2 separate regions of the Arachis hypogaea genome follow, and region 2 is linked to region 1. A link is a contact called in public Hi-C data. All regions are on one chromosome and are shown on one strand. Each heading gives the region's core, a stretch centred on a gene start, on an enhancer-like site or on the middle of the called end of the contact. The rest is flanking DNA. Distances are from core to core; before and after follow the strand shown. Region 1 holds the start of LOC112715379. Region 2 holds the start of LOC112715381 (putative serine/threonine-protein kinase-like protein CCR3).

Region 1 (4,603 bases), core at 270-2,769:
ATTCATTTAACTAATAACACAAGATTCAATTTAAAAATTCAGTTTCATTCCTAATATAACCCAAATCCAATGAAACGCACAAAGTTAATATAATTGGATTAAATAGGACCAGTTTAATTAATCTTGTACCATTAGATAAATGCCTCAATCATTCAAAAATTTAACAATTTGGTCAATTAGAACAAATCAAATTCATTACCAATGCATAAGAACAATAAACATGTGTAACAAATATTGATTTCCAAAGATTGCCTCATAAGTTTTTAAGAAAAGCTCTTTGAGGCATATTGTCGAATACTTGGCATGCAAAGGCATTAAACAAATCAATTATCACAACCAAGTATTCATTCAACCTCCATTCACAAAATCAGCATCAAATTACAAGAATCCGCAATATATCTGAGTAATTCAGCAGCAATTCAGTCAATCCATTCCAAACAAATGAAATTCGAACTCAAGAAACATAATAGCATGATTAATTGTCTGTGAACTAACCCTAATTCTACACTAAAGCAACCTAACAGCAGCAAATAATCTTAACCAATTCAATTACCAAATAAAAATTAACATATACTAATCCTAACTTAAGTAAAACAGATAAGAATTCAAAGGGAAGTTGAATTAAAACCTGTTTGAAGAACAGAAAAGAAAAACAAAGAAACAGGGGAAACAGGAGTTGGAGCAGCAGTGACAAGCAGCGTCACTGGGTGGTGTTGAGCACGGCAGCTTCAGGATGGTGCTGGCGTTGGCGGATTGCTGGCCGGAAACTGGAGAACAGGGCTGGAGTGTGGCAGTTTTGGCACCGGAAGCAGAGACAGGGAAGGCTTTGAGACGCGCTGGGAAGGAGAAGAGGAAGCTGCTGGTGCGGACGGTGGGCTCTGGGTTAGCGCGAAGGTGATTGTGGACGACGGCGAGGAGGAGCTGGTGGCTCTGGGCTCGCGGAGAAAGGAGAGGAGAGTTGGGTCGCCGTGGCTCGTCGATGGTGGAGGCTACGGTGGTTCGCGGTGGTGGTTGGCGGAGCCAGGGTTCGGGCAGGGGGAAGAGGGCTCCAGTGGTTTTATGATGGTGGGTGGAGGCTGGTTCGGCAGAAGATGGGGCTCCGGCGGCGTTGTGGTGGTACGGTGGGTTCTGGGCTCGGCGGAGGTGAGGCGAGGGGAAGAATAAGAAAGAGAGAGAGACGTGGTGGCTCTGTATCGGTTGTGGGTGACAGACGGGAAAGGGCTGGTGATGATGGTGGAGAAGATGATGGACGTTGGTTGGCTCAGAGAAGAAGAAAGGAGAAGAAGATAGGCTAGGGTTCAGGGGGTTCAATTTTGTAAGAGAGTGCGTACGCACCAACACACATCCGTACGCACGGAAAGGGAAATGGCAACCGTCGTTAGGGGTGGCAGTAGGTGTGGATTTTTGTCCTACCCGACCCCATCCTACTCGATTTCGTTCCGCCATCCTAATACTGATATACTCCTCGCCCTATCATTATTTGCAAATAGTAAATTATAGAATTCGAATTGTGGGGATTCGTTCTATCTCTATAAAAATTAAATATTTTAATTTTTATATATTTATATATAAATTAAGATAAAAATTTAAAATTTATAAATAAATTAAAATATAAATATAAAATTCATATAATGTCATTAATTCAAATAACTTGAAATTAAAAAAAAGTATTAGATCACTACAAATTTAACATCATAATAAAAAAAATTACAATATTAAATATAAAGGAATTCTCAACTTTTATTCTTAATCACTTTTAACATCTTCATCATCATTAAAAGTTTGCAAATCAAAATTTAAACCTGAAAATTAAAAGAGATAACAATTAACAAATTATTTGGTACTATGTAAAAAATTAACATAAATAATGATTAAACAATATATCATCTTTACTTTCGAAAAGTGCCCACAACTAACTTTGGCCACACATCAAAACTTCAATTATGTTTTGTTTGAGCTTTGCACGATGATGAGAAATTACACGACCACTTGTATTAAAAGCAGATTCAGAGACAATAGTGGACACCGGAATAGCATATATATTCTTAGCTATTTCTGCAAGAACTTTAAATTTCATCTGATTGTTCTTCCACTATTTCAAAACATTAAAGTTAGGATCATTTGAAGGATGAATCTCCTCCTCAAGATAATGATCAAACTCAACATTCACATATGAACTCCTTGTCATTTTTCTTCTTTTAAGATACACCATATAATCATCACCCCCAAATAAACTTGCATTTCCACTTTCATTAACTTCTTTTGTACCAACATCGACACCGATATGTGACACATCAGAACTCATTTTGTGAGTGTATTCATTAACCAACTCATTACACAACTGATGAATTCTATCAACTTGCTTGTAGTATTCTCTTGGATTTGGATACATTTTTTTAAATTGAAACTCAACCCCAACCATCTTGTACCTAGGGTTTAAAACAGCAGCAACACCCATAATGCTATGAATTTTACCCCATTAATTTTCAAATTTCTTTTTCATGTTAAATGTCATATTAGCAATTAACGGATTAGTAGAAATTTCTCATTCATTCAATGACACTTTTATTTTACAAACCAGAGTAAAATAAAGATTAGCAGTCGAAAATTTAGACCCAGAAAACAGTTGAGTAACATCATAAAACAACTTCAATCTATCACATATTTTCTTCGCAAGTTTCCACTCCTCATTACTTGGCACAGTTTTATATTGGGGTTTCTTATGCCTTAACCTAGAAAAGACTGCTTTATACAACAAAGTAGTTTCTAACATCAAATAAGTTGAGTTCCATCTAGTTGGGCAATTAAGAACTAATTTTCTAGTAAATGAGATCGCTGTTTTAGCACACCAACTCACAAAAGTTTCGTTCCTTTTCTATGTTGCAGTTTAATACAATACACTACTATGAATCTTTTCTATACTTTCCTTAACAATACTTAAGCCATCCTTTACAATCAAATTCAATATATGAGCACAACAACGCATATGTAACAATTTACCCCCAACATCAAGAATGAAGAATTTTAACGCTCCAACAGTCCATCTATCATAGCATCATTAGTAGAACAGTTATCCAATGTAACAGTTAACAATTTTCTATCAATGTTCCATTCTAACAAAATTTTCATCAATGTTTCAGTGAGAACTTCACTTATATGGGGACAAGGAACATAACAAAAGGTGAAAAGATTAACAAACATGCATGCATTTTTAGATTAACAAAACTCAACATGTGAAAACAACACAGTGTATAAAAGTTTATAAAATTTTGAAAATACCTCAATAGGCGTATATGCAACTTCCACGAACTATCAATATAGTGAGCCGTGACAATCATGTATCCTTTTTCTTGGTTGGAAGTCCACATGTCACTAGTTATTGCAACTCTACTATCATTTTCATCTAGTTAAAGAGTTAACTTCCGCTTCTCGTCCCCATATATCTTCAAGATGTCTTTTCTGACAGTGTTTCGACTAGGAATTTTAAATGTTGGTTGCATTGAAGCAAAAGCTCGCCTCAATCCATGGTTGTCCACACAACTCATAGGATACTCATGCAAAATGATCATTTCAGCAACACATTTTCTTGTAAATGAAGGATCAAACACAAATCTATATTCGTTCACTTTTTGTTTTTGTGATTGTTTTGACAATGATTCAACAATTGATGATTGCCTAGAGTTTACCACTTTTATTCTCTTACAATATCGATCCACATGGTTTCTCAATGACTTGGTTTCTTGGATTTGTACTAAGCACACTCTTGCAAAACTTGCATTTCGCCTTCCATTCACCTTCAATTTTCAAACGATCAAAATACTCCCAATAAGCACTCTTAACATGAGTCTTATTGTCATCTTTATTAGGAGTTAATCCTTCTGGAGTTGAGACATTATCCGTTACTTGTGGAGGTTTTGAAGTTGGATTAGCATTACTTAGAACTTCAATTTCATTATCATTAGGAGCAACACTGTTGCTTTGTGTGTCTTCTCTAGCATTACTAGCCATGAAGTAATTTGAAAACACATATCAATAAAATTAAAATTAATGAGGATATAAAATTAATATAAATCATATCATAAATGCATAAAAATCAAAATACATAATTATAAAAATCAGAATAAAATCAAAATTAAAAATACATAAAAATAATAATTCAAAACATAAATACACAAAATAATAAATATATTTACTGATTTTTTAATATTTCTTTGTTTCTAATATAATAAGCTGACGCACCAACTTCCTGTTATTGGTGTAATTATTCTTATTATATATATATATATATATATATATATATATATATATATATATATATATATATATATATATATAGAGAGAGAGAGAGAGAGAGAGAGATTACTCTTCTAAAGAAAGTCATGAGAAGAAGAAAGTAGTAAGAATATTATTATATGGAGAATTTGAAAGAGCCAGTGAGTCCAACGGGACAATTCTTGGAGAGAAATTTAGGAAAAATGCAGGTTTTAGAACATTTCCATAGAAGGAGTTTTAAAGTAAAAATGCACAAAAATCAGAAGTTTTAAGCAAAATTTAGCCAAATTTGTTCAATTAAAAACTGCAAAATACCAAAACAGATAAAAAA
Region 2 (4,597 bases), core at 1,488-3,987, 220 kb after region 1:
AAAAATAACTAAAATATTTTATATATATATTTTGAAAATCATAAATCTTAATCCTATAATAGTACAAAAAAAATTAAAATTTAAGATTCAATATATATATATTAGACATTTTCTATAATAAAAATATTATAATAATTTTTTACCAAAAATATTAATTTATATTAATTTAAAATTTGATTCACTTATTTTTTAATTAAATTAATTTATCTAATTTAATTTTAATAAAATATAATACAATTTAATATATATATATATATATATTAAATTTTAATTATTAAAACATATCTTATAAAAAAAAACGTTTTAAACAAATTTTTTTTTAATGACTCCCTTATTTTATTGTACACAGGGATGTGGACGGTAGCGGGTACATCGTTTGGTGAAACTTACGACTTTATGAACTATGATTCTCTTCCTTCCTCGAAGTCCTTTTTCTTTATCCATTCTCTTTATGCTCATAAGGCCGTGTTTGGTTCATTCTCATGCCCCAGTGCTTATAAAATTTAAAATTTAAAAGTAAAAAAGGGCTAAATTTGGATGCTAGGTTAAAAGTGAAAACACTTTGATTTAGTAGTGCTTATAAACTACGTTGTTTTGTTAAGTTTAATTTTATATATATAAGCTATTAGTCTAGTCCTTTAAAAGATCAATTTTGCATCAATTGGTTATTGAAAAATTAGCTAGACACTTTAAATTAGTTTATTAAAATATAATTTTTTTAAGTCAAATAATTATTTATTCTGTCAATTAGATAATAATACGTGATATAAATTATTTTATGATATGTTACTATTTTATTGAAAAGGAACCAACTTAATTTACTATTGCATTTTTTGGAAGTTAATTATGAAATATTTGTAGACCAAAATAACTCAAATGTAATCTTTTGAAATAATTTTAATATAATCGTTAGCTCAATTTTGTATGTATTGTTGATTTAGATTGATATTCATTTAAGTGTGTGATTGACTCTCATAATTATTCTTTCAAAAATAAACTATTTTCCCCTTTTCTTGTTTGATTGAATAATGTTAACTTTAAAAAATTTGTACTAATAATTATCAGTCACCTTTACATAAAAGTATTTATTTTTCTAAATGACGGAAAAGTCAATCTTTTTTAAAAATACATAACGAATATCAATATAAATTTATCGATAAAGGTAATACATAAAAATAAAAATCCTTCGGTTGTAATGGATGATTGAATTGAAGGTGTACATGAGTTTGAGTATGTTATCTATCTACTAGTCAACAAAATTAAATGGTATGGTGTTGACCAAGTTAGAAAAAACCGAGAATTTACGTAAAATTAAAAAAATAAATTAAGTATATAAAATGTAAAATTGTATTTAGATTTAAATTATAAAATTGTTCAATTTAATATAAATTTTATTATTAATTAATTAATTTAAAATTGTAATATCAAAAATTTTAAAAATTAAATCAAAATTTCACTTGCTATTCATCTGCTATATATTTTCATCGTCTCTGAATATAAAACTTGTTTACTCTCTTATCTTAAGCAGCTAAATGATTACAATCATCCATGAAACACGAAGTATTATAAAAATTGAGATTTGAAGAAGTTGGTCAAGGATGATAAAAATGTCTCCTCAATTAATCAAATTGATTTTCTAAATTCTTAATCTATTAAAAAAATTAGTTTTTAAAATTTTTTAATAATAATTTCGTTCATCCTTATTTAACTTTTTTTGTAAATATATGTTATTTTTAACTCATTTATGAGATTCTAAAATTCACAAAGAATTATGATTGTATTTTAAATTTGAAATCACACAAATTTGTGGTACAATTTAAAAAATAAATTAAAAATCCTCATAAAATTACGTAATTCCAAATTTCCAATTTTCTCTGAAAGTGTAAATTTATGAACTCCCAAAATTAAATAAAAAAATGAAACGGAAGGAAAAAAGTACGATGTAAAAAATTTAATAAGTGTGATAGTAGAAAGAACATGAGAATAAGAAGTAGAGGAACTAATAAAAATAATTTAAAAATTATAATTCACAAAAATATTTACAGAAATTAATTAATATATTAGGAAGCAAAATGTGATGGGCAAGGCCATAGAAAGTTAAACGAAGTTGAATTGGTCTAGTGGTTAATTTATTAGCCAACTTAAATAAATGTTAGAAGTTTAAATCTCGTCTTGTACATACAATAATTTATTGGCCAATAATAATTTTAAAAAAAATTAGACATTGAATATATTTTTTTACATATACTATAAATAAATCTGAAGGTTCGATTTATTTGATTATATGTAAAATCGATATTTATATATTAATAATCTAATTATTTAATTTGTAATTCAAAAAATTTTAAAAATTATATTTTATGAAATTTGATCTCTTCATTTATATATTCTAAAATTTTAAAATTCACCTTTATTTTACAAATTTTATTATCACTCAAGTCTGATGACTTGATTTATTAATTATAATTAAAAAATTATACTTCATATTAAAAAAATACGCAAGCTAACTATTCTAATAGATAATATACAATTTTCATCGATTTCAAAAAATTAGCCAAAATTTAATCGAGGTTGATTTAAAATGGTCACAATTAAAAAAAAAATGAGTGAAAATAAAGAGTGTGAGTAGAAAATGGAGAACAGTTGAGAAAAATAGAAAGAGATAGCTAAATAAGTAGTAAATAATAACAGAAAAAGAAAAGTTGTCTTTGTGTATAAAGGAGAAGCAAACAAGTCTTATAAAGGCAAACAGTAAGCAGCTTTGATCAGAGATTAGAGAGGCTGAAAAGCCACCTTCACTTCTCTCTCTCTCTCTAAATTCAACATTCCACAACTAACAAACATTTAAAACTCTTTTTTCTTCTCACATTCTCTTTTCCTCATTCCTTTTCTTCCACAGCCCCAAAGAGAGAAGGAAAAAAAAAGACATCACAACTTCAATTCGTTTCTTTCTTTCTTTCAGAAAACACCACCTGCAAATGAGGCACCTGAAACCGCCGCCAACCACCGCCGCCGCCGCCGCCACCTCTCACTTAAAAATCCGTTCTTTTAGATGATGACACCACTTTCCTCCTCCGAAATCCTTCGTCTCTCCGCCGCGGTGATATTCACGCTCTCTCTACTGATCCCCACTTCCCATGCTCTCGGCTCCGGCGCTACCCTTGCCGTCACCGACGCCTCCGACACCGTCTGCGGCGTCGTCGCGGGGGAATCCACCCAACGCATTGAGTGCTCCCGCCTCGGTAGTCAGCTTGTCCCCGCCGTTCCCCCTAACATCTCATTCTCCACCGTCTCCGGCGGCGCCACCTTCTTCTGCGGCCTCAGGTCCGGCAACCGCACCTTGCTCTGTTGGAACACCATCACCACCACCAACGGAACCTTCACACCAAAGAGACTCTACAACAACGACACTGTTCTATTGGAGAATCTCGCCGTCGGAGAAACCCACGTTTGCGCCACCGTGGTCGGCGCCGGAACCGTTACGTGCTGGAGAACCAGCAAAACGTTCAAGTCCCCATCTAGGTCTCTTCAATTCTCTTCAATCTCATCTGGGTCAGGATTCTCTTGCGGGATTCTGAAGAACAGTTCTCAAGTTCGATGTTGGGGTGAAACGGTAATTTCAAGAGTGATTGAAAATGGGTTTAAGAACATGTCTATGTGGAGCATTGTCGCTGGTGGTTCACACGTTTGTGGGTTGAATTCAACTGGATTTCTGGTTTGCATAGGGGACAACGACAATTTTGGGCAACTTGATGTTCCAAAAAATGAAGCTTGGGAATTTGGTGAATTAGCACTTGGTGCTAGCCATGGATGTGCTTTGAGAAGGTTGAATGGAACTGGAAGCGTTGTTTGTTGGGGTGGTGATGGTAATTTCACATCGGAAGTAACAAAAGGTGTTTCCTTCGAGGTAATTGTTTCTGGGTCTAACTTCACTTGTGGATTAGTGACACGTAATCTTAGTGTTCTTTGTTGGGGTCCTGGTTGGCCTAATAATAATGGTTCAAGATTTGAACTTCCATTGCCTAGTGTTCTTCCGGGTCCTTGTGTTCAATCCTCTTGTGATAATTGTGGTCCATATCCTGATTCTCAATCTCTGTGTTCCGATTCTGATAGCAACATTTGCAAGCCTTGTTGGTCTCCAATTCAAGCTCCACCAGCGGCAACGGTTCCATCTTCGCTGCCGCCGGGGCCTGCTCCTCGGCAGAGGTCGCGGTCGAGGACATTGACTAGGGGTTTATTGGCATTTGCTATTGTTGGATCAGTTGGTGCTGTTGCTGGAATTTGCACAATTGTTTATTGTTTGTGGAATGGTGTTTGTTTTGGGAAGAAGAAAGTGCACAATTCTGTGCAGCCAACAATCACAAGAGGTAGTAGTACTTCAAGTGGTGTTTCCAACAATAGTAGGAACAATAGCAGGCCTCTTTCGAGGACTTCCACGATTATGCGACAAGGTTCGAGGATAATGCGCCGCCAGAGGAGTGGCACCTCATCCACAAAACACCCTGATAGGGCTGAGGAATTCGCCTTGGCCGAGCTAATAGCTGCAACGGACAATTTCTCGCCTGAGAACAAGATTGGGGCTGGAAGCTTTGGAGTT

What was found. A called contact is a pair of places that touch in the nucleus more often than the background predicts.
Region 2: a contact with region 1 is called in a Hi-C map of leaf, with 5 times the contacts expected there. The contact joins the promoter of LOC112715381 here to the promoter of LOC112715379 in region 1. A contact is called at or near these places in 2 of 8 Hi-C or Micro-C datasets (leaf and an unstated tissue).

Annotation. Positions count from the first base shown.
Region 1 is chr10:23,264,970-23,269,572 of arahy.Tifrunner.gnm2.J5K5, forward strand. It overlaps LOC112715379, which reads right to left and starts at 1,520. Exons shown (of 3, transcript XR_011866517.1): 1 at 629-1,520.
Region 2 is chr10:23,484,690-23,489,286 of arahy.Tifrunner.gnm2.J5K5, forward strand. LOC112715381 (putative serine/threonine-protein kinase-like protein CCR3) reads left to right here and starts at 2,738. Exons shown (of 1, transcript XM_025767134.3): 1 at 2,738-4,597. The coding sequence starts at 3,053.